2 separate regions of the Danio rerio genome follow, and region 2 is linked to region 1. The links are chromatin contacts, called in public HiCAR-type maps. All regions are on one chromosome and are shown on one strand. The core of a region is the stretch at or near the end of the contact, and the rest is flanking DNA. Distances in the headings are between cores, read along the strand shown. Region 1 has its middle 84 kb from the start of zfp36l1a. Region 2 overlaps LOC103909058 (a long non-coding RNA gene).

Region 1 (3,762 bases), core at 1,140-3,639:
AAGGTCATTTTCAGTTATTCATCATATATAGTAACACTGTAAAACCCAAATAGTCAACTTTATCAAATGAAATGAGTGTAGTTAACTCAAAATTTACTGAAAGTTAATTCTATTCATTTGAAAAGTTTTGAACTCAGTGTTGAAGGTAAGGAGTTATTTAAATACCTCATTACTTCACCTCAAATGGAGTAAGTTCACAGTACTCATAGATAACGTTTTGTTATATATTTTTTTTACTTAAATGGTTTGTAGCAATCAGTTTCCTCAAGCGGTTTGAGTTGCCTTAACATATTGGGTTTTACAGTACTCAGTTGGTTTGAGTTCATTTCATTTACTGGGGTTTACTGTGCTCAAATTACTTCGTTTACTCAAAAGGATTAAATTCACAGTGCTCATTAGGGTTAGTTTTTGAACTCAAATGCACTGTAAAAGTGATTAGTTACTTAAAGCGAGTAAACAAATTGCCTTAAAAGTAACAAGTTGACTCCACAAAGATAATGTAAGTATCCCATTGTAACTTGGAACTGTGAAGTTAATTGAAATTTTATAGCTATGCTCATTGAACTTTTTTGAAACTCAACTAATCCCTTTTTACAGTCTCAGACTATTTTAGCACGTCTGTTTTCAAATAATAATTACAATATTACATATTTGGTGCTTTATTAAGTCTATAAAATCTTCAGTTATAATCTGTATTGAATTAAGAAGACACAGTGGAGCTGAGTTATTTTAGTTACTGTCATTTTGCTAGATACAGAAATGCGGGGAAAAAAACTAATTTAATGAAGGTGTACTGGAAAAAGTGATTAGTTTACTTTTATTTCTAAAAAGTGAGTACAATTTGCATAAATCAACTTCACAGTTCCAAGTTACAATGGATTTAGCTGCATTATTTTTGTGGAGTCAACTTGTTGCTTTTAAGGCAATTGGTTTACTCTCTCTAATCACTTTTTACAGTGTGGTTTTGTTGCAATTGGTTTTCTCAAAATGTTTGAGTTACCTTAACTTTTTGGGTTTTACAGTGAAGGAAATTTACTGTTATCCAGGAAACATGTTTACTGTTTAAACCAGAGATGCCCAAACTAGGGCTCACGGGCCAAAGTTGGCCCATGGTAATGATTTGGCCAACTATCCCACCTAAGAATGATTTAGAGATTGTAATTTCAAATCATTGTAACCTTCACTTTGTTTGTTTCATTCTTAAGCTACAAAAAAGCTATCTGAAAATAAATATTTCAAATGAAATGGTGTATTTCAGTTTAATATACAGATAGAAAACAATGCAGAGACTGGTGAGCGAATCAAGGCAAAGACATGATTGTTCATGATTTTAATGCAGTTATAATAAGTTATCATTTAAAATGTTCAAACACTACATTAGTTAATACAACTGAAAGTAATGTTTTCCATTTATTTACATTTTAATAAGAAGAAATTAATTAAAAATTTTCAAATGGCAACTTTAATGTAAAATAATTTGGTGTATTTATCTTTGGGGCCCATGTCTATCAATGATATTTGGTTTTTGGCATTCATACAAAAAAGTTTGGGCACCCATGGTTTAAACAGTTTTTACTCTAAATATTACAGTCATTTTCACTGTTAGAGTAAAGGTTAAAATAGAGTTTGCATGTAATACTTTCATTTGTAGAACAGCAACAACAACAACAACAACAACTAAATTTTAACACTTTATTTTTAGCCATGGTATGAGTGCCAGTAAAGTTGCAAATGACTTTCATTTCATGTAAAAAAAAAAAAAAAAAAAAAAAGAGAGAGAGAGAGAGAGTTTGTGTTTGTGAGCAGAATGAACAACTTTTAATGACATAATGACAGAACACTTAATTTTTGAATGAACTTAAAACCAAATTAGAATTTCTGGGACTCTCTGACCACTCCTGCTGGCCTTTCTGTCTTCTAGTGGACGATTATGAACTTAAAGAGGACAATCCTTCATTGTCCCACTCGAGGTCCCTAATTCACTGTGTGTGACAGAGGGAAGGGCACTGTTGCCGTCCAGTTACCCGCCTGATAATGCAGCCACTGTCTGCTCCACTCTGCCTCGAGTCCTTTGTAAGGAAAAAGAGCCGAGTACTAAAGAAGGAGAGCGAGAGAAAAACCTCTGTTTATGACAAAGAAAGGGGTGAATACTTCTGCACAAGTTCATTCATTCCTCAGCACTGGCAAAAAAAGAAAGAGAGAGATAATGTGAAAAGAGCGCCACAATTAGGACAACGTTACTAATTGAGATTGATAGCAGTTGAATTGTAACCATATTGGAGCGATCGTCTGATAGCACGTTTTTACCACAGGACGTAGATGCACAAGAGAGGAAGCGGATGCTGAAGCACAGATGTGCGTACAAACTTGTCATGACAGCTTTAGCACATGACAAACAGTCACTGGTGTCTGGCTAAATTTGTACTACTCTCATTCTGAGGCTGTTTTCACACTCTATGGGATTTCTTGGGCCAAAGCCGAGTTTGAAGCCTATTTGTTTGTTGAGAAATGCTTTCTTTTTTGGTATAATGAGTTGACCAGGAGCAACAGAAGATGCAGATTACTGTATGTGTCATCCATAATGGCTCACTTCCGAAATGTAGGATACGTGACTGAACCCTATAGGCCGCCACTTTTCCCAAAACAGCTGTCACATCAGTCAAACAAAGTGAAATCTGGTGACAAATGGGCTTACTGCTTGCTCTAGGTTACACGGTTGTGCTCTAGCTTAGGCTATGGATTCTAATGTCTTTTTAGATCATTTCTACATGCTAAAACAAACAAACATTTGGTTGCTTTTGTAGTATAAAAGCTTATGTGTGGTTTTGAGTGTAATTAAATTACTTCTCTGCTGAAAAAGTAGTGTAAGGGACTACTTTTTTCATTAATTTTCCTTTGGATTAGTCCCTTATTTATCAGGGGTTGCCACAGTGAATTGAACCGCCAACTATTCCAGCATATGTGTTACACAATGCGCTTCCAGTTGCAACTTATTACTGGGAAACACCTATACATCCTCACATCCAATTTGAATTTTATGTCCCTTTAGACTATTTCTAGCCATTACCATTTAAATGGGTTGCTTCTGTGCTGTAAAAACTTTTGAGGTTAAATGTAATCACGTGCATGGTTAATTCAATTACTTTTCTGATAAAAAAAAAAGTAGAGTAAGGGATTACTTTTGATTTTCAGGTCATTTGATTACAACTATTTACAATATACTTGCTTTAAATGCTAGATATTCATTTAACTGAATAAATCTGTTCAGAGAAGCAGTAATTATATGGTTTGTTATTCAAATATATTTGACTACAGAAGGTTATATTTATCATGATGATTGTATGTGCTTCAGAAATAAAAATGAATTGAGTGAGTAACTAGTTCATGAAAATATAAGGTGCAGGGCTTCCCACTTAGTTGAATTGAAACGCACCATTTACTCACATTACATAAAAATTGTTGACTATATGCAATAAACAAAACATAATTTAGTTTTAAACAATCGTTTTATTTATTTTGACACTGTTTTACGCTGTTTCTTTTCAATGCATTAAAGTAAAAAAAAGACAATCCACTATTTAATTTACTTTTATGATATTCAGGAGCCACGTGCACACACTGACATATCAAATCTGCTTCTCTTTCTCTTTCAAGTTCAAAGCAAACTTGAATGCCAAAGCATTTTAGAAATGTATTTAAAGTAGCCTATGTAATATAGCCTAATGAACCAAAACCAAATACATACAGCAAATCAGAAATAAA
Region 2 (3,632 bases), core at 387-2,886, 200 kb after region 1:
CAATGCTTTATACATTAGTCAAGTAGAATCTTCCTTTGCCTTGATTTACTCACAAAAGCCTCTGCATTGTCCTCTATCCCACTTTTTAAAAACTTTTTTTTATCACTCTTACTGTCTTCTCAGATGGGATGGCAGGCCAAATCAAAGGTTACCATGGGCCAATTTTGGCCTGCGGGCCCTAGGCATCTCTGCTCCAAAGCAATCATGTCACAAAGTGTGACTCTCCACCACTAGTTCTAGAAACTGTGAAAAAGTTCCATCAGTGCGAAAGGGTTCCACCAGTGCCTCTTGTTAGTGTTTCTGACTCACATTTTGGAATCAAGTGAAACCAGGGGGGTTGTATTAGCTTTTAAAGTATGGACAGAACTTGTTTGGTTTACATCATGTATGTGTAAACAAGAAACAATGTTCCATCTTAAGACCTTTGCTGTTCTCTTTCATTATACAAGGTGATACCAAATAAATTAATGTGTGTATTCAGTGCCAATATGCTAGAGGTAAAGTGTGCCAACAAATAGTACTGGTGTGTTCATGGCGAAATGAGTTTAATTCCCGGCTCAAGGTGCTTTGCCGTTCATTCCTTCCTTTTTTCTCCCTATGTATTTGTCTTAACTTCACTGTACTATATAATAAAGGTAAAAAATATAATTATAAAATATATTATAGTTTTTTTTATAGTTTTTATAATTATAATAAACTAAATATAACAAAAAATGTATGTGTTTACAGTATAATCTAAATTTTTATAGTGGATTATTTGAAGGTGCTACTACATAAAATTATAATATAACTTTTATGACAAAAAAGGGTTCTGTAACAAAGTTTTCTTCCTTATTCTAACCTTAAAGACTGAGTGTTCTCTCGTTTTACCCCCACTTTTGTCATCCATAGTTTGCTAGCTGGAGGTGTTAAACCTTGTAAATCTTGTTTGTGACAATTATTGTAAAATGTGCTTTAGGGAAAAAAAAATACTGAACTGAAAGCCATTGGGACTTTTTTACCCATTCAATACTTGGAAAATCAATTACAGGTAAAGGTTGAAATCATGTTTGTTTGTTTTTTTTTTTTGTTTTGTTTTTTTACATACATCCTCATTCTGACAGAGATATGCATCTAGTCACCTCTTCACACAGTGCCGGACTGCAATAACCTTGAGACTTTAAGATCACCTACTGAGCAGCATTCCAATATGTCTCTACCTGTCATTTACAACAACTCAGAGCCGTTCTAGTTTAGAGTATGCTTCAGTAATCAAAAATCACATAGGTAAGCATTTCATGTTCTCAGTGCAATTATGCCTGAATGTGATTACATAAATTTGAGATGTCCAACTAAACACGTCACAAAGGCACCACCTTGTCTCATTATTTGTATTGTGCAAGGTACACTTGAGATTATATTTCACTCTAAACCAACCACAAAACTCTGCAGATGCTAATTTTGCCCTTTGCTAATGGAACAGCTAATCCTGGAGCAGTGAGTCCACATGTTTATGTGCTTTCTAAACTGATTCCCTTGTGCCTGGGTTTGATTCACAAGATCCCTGGTTAGATAGTAAGACTGTTTATCATTATCAAGTCATTGAGTGTGTTGTTGAGTTGTGGTTAGCATTACAACACTGTTGAAAGTTAACCCATTACAAGCTGAACGTTTGCAGGCTAGTGTGTCAAAGAACATAGAGCTTAGATGGCACCTGCTGGACACAATCAGAACTGCTGTTAAAAATTCTACATTGCCTTTTTTCATTTAGCCTACCTGTAATCGTTGATAAAACGGTAACGAAAAATGGCGGGAAACTCCTCAAACAACTCCAGAATAGCCTAATAGTTATACATGGATAGTTTTATTGAAGATAAAATGTGCAGTTTAGTAGGCAAGCTGAAGATCACTCAGCATATTTTTTACTCAGAAATAGTAAACTTGGTCTATATATAAACTCATAATTTATTTGTATATACTCGTGATACAAATAAACTACACTGTAATATCACTAATCAAGGATGTAATGAACTTTTACAGGCAAAATACTGTATAATAAGTACTTTAGGTTGTTCCAATTTGCACATGAAACTACAACAAATAGACTAAAGCTTATGAGTTACTAGTTTAAGGACAAATGTGCCTTGCACCAAATTAGGTATTGCGAAAAAAGATTAGTTAGCAAAGTTAACTAATCATTATTTGAAGGCTATGCTGCCTGCAAGAACACCTGTATACTGTAAAACCTGAACAGTGAAAAATCACTAAATGAAATAAGCTGGTTTAACTGATAATTTTAAAAAATTGACTAAAATTTGACTAAATGAAAAAGAGTTATGGTAACTCATAAACGGATTACATTAAATAGAACTCATGCCTAATGAGTTATGAATTGATTTATTATATATTTTTGTTTGTGTTAACTCTAATGCTAGAAGCAATACCAAACCATTTGAGTGGCTATATAGTTGTTTGGACTTCTATTAACTGAACTTATATCGATTTGACTGTGAACTTAACTGAACTTAAAATGTTTAAATTACTACTACTCTTAATATTTGAAATCAACCCATATATATTATAGTACCAGTTTGCAAAACTTAAATGGTTAACCGCAGTTGGATTCCTCAAAAAGTAATTGGGTTTTACAATGCAGTAGCATATTTGTTTTTCCACAAAGAAAAACTGTTAAATTAGGGCAGCTTTTATGAATAAAAAATTTAGAAATACATTATTGGAGTACATCTCAAGACAAAACAAATGCACTGATGTATTTCAATATTTATCACTGCAAGTTCATTTTGGTTTAGACAGCTCAAACATCCAGTTTAGTCTCGGAATAGCCTTAAGCCTTATCTCTGAAATGATGATTATGAAGATGAATATTTAATATATGTGAAAAAAATAGGTCACTCAGCATAGAGTTTTGATTAAGAATATGTCAATGAACAGGGATAGGCCAAATACACTAAAACGTCAAGTATACTGATTGTAATATTAAGTATATTTCAGAGAAGAACATAAAAAGTAAACTGAACATACAAATAAAAAAATATATATTTAAAAGAAGTATTCTAATAGTAAACTAGAATAAAGGTCATTTTAATAGGAGCACTGTTGTTATTTAAATCTTTTATTAAATACTGTGTAAACACATATGTACAGTATGTACTTTGACCTTTTATGTGCACAGTAGTTTTTCTCTTGTTACAAAGATAAATAGTGTCCCGCGCCCATACGCTTGGCCTTTACAGTATTTACAACAGTACATTTATACTCTATTAAGCGTATGTTACCTTCCCAGCCCATTTTCCACCATTTCTCCTTGCTGTTCATCTTCATTCGCACCCCTGGCCAGCGCAGCAGCAGCAGCTGTGGGGCAGATGTGAAAACGGTTTCATATAAGAACACGTTTGGCATCTAAATCCCTTTCCAAAACCACAGAACAGTGCTTGATCTACCCAGAAACCTTCAGCTTCCCAATCACGCTGCTTTTGGGTTTATATCTGGATGTTTCTGAACCACCAAGACGTCTGTCAGTGGAATTATTCCTGCTAAAGGAAGCTGACAGCAGTGTATGTGTTGTTTGGGCCTGGCTGGGCAATCGACAACATGTATGTTTATAAATGGGACATTTTGCAGAGTTTGATTTC

The links. HiCAR-type assays count read pairs that join an accessible place to other places.
Region 2: a contact with region 1 is called in a HiCAR-type map of caudal fin, with 4 times the contacts expected there. The contact joins two enhancer-like sites.

The regions. Positions count from the first base shown.
Region 1 is chr17:39,577,567-39,581,328 of GRCz12tu, forward strand. No RefSeq gene overlaps it. Among named protein-coding and RNA genes, the nearest start is that of zfp36l1a, 84 kb to the right of the region's middle. Within about 2 kb of position 2,390, at least 23 of the 62 cell types and tissues checked have an H3K27ac peak or open chromatin away from gene starts, as enhancers often do. A contact at or near this core is called in caudal fin, where this site is marked.
Region 2 is chr17:39,775,030-39,778,661 of GRCz12tu, forward strand. The region is part of intron 2 of LOC103909058 (a long non-coding RNA gene); the gene reads left to right. Among named protein-coding and RNA genes, the nearest start is that of plekhh1, 23 kb to the right of the region's middle. Within about 2 kb of position 1,637, at least 23 of the 62 cell types and tissues checked have an H3K27ac peak or open chromatin away from gene starts, as enhancers often do. A contact at or near this core is called in caudal fin, where this site is marked.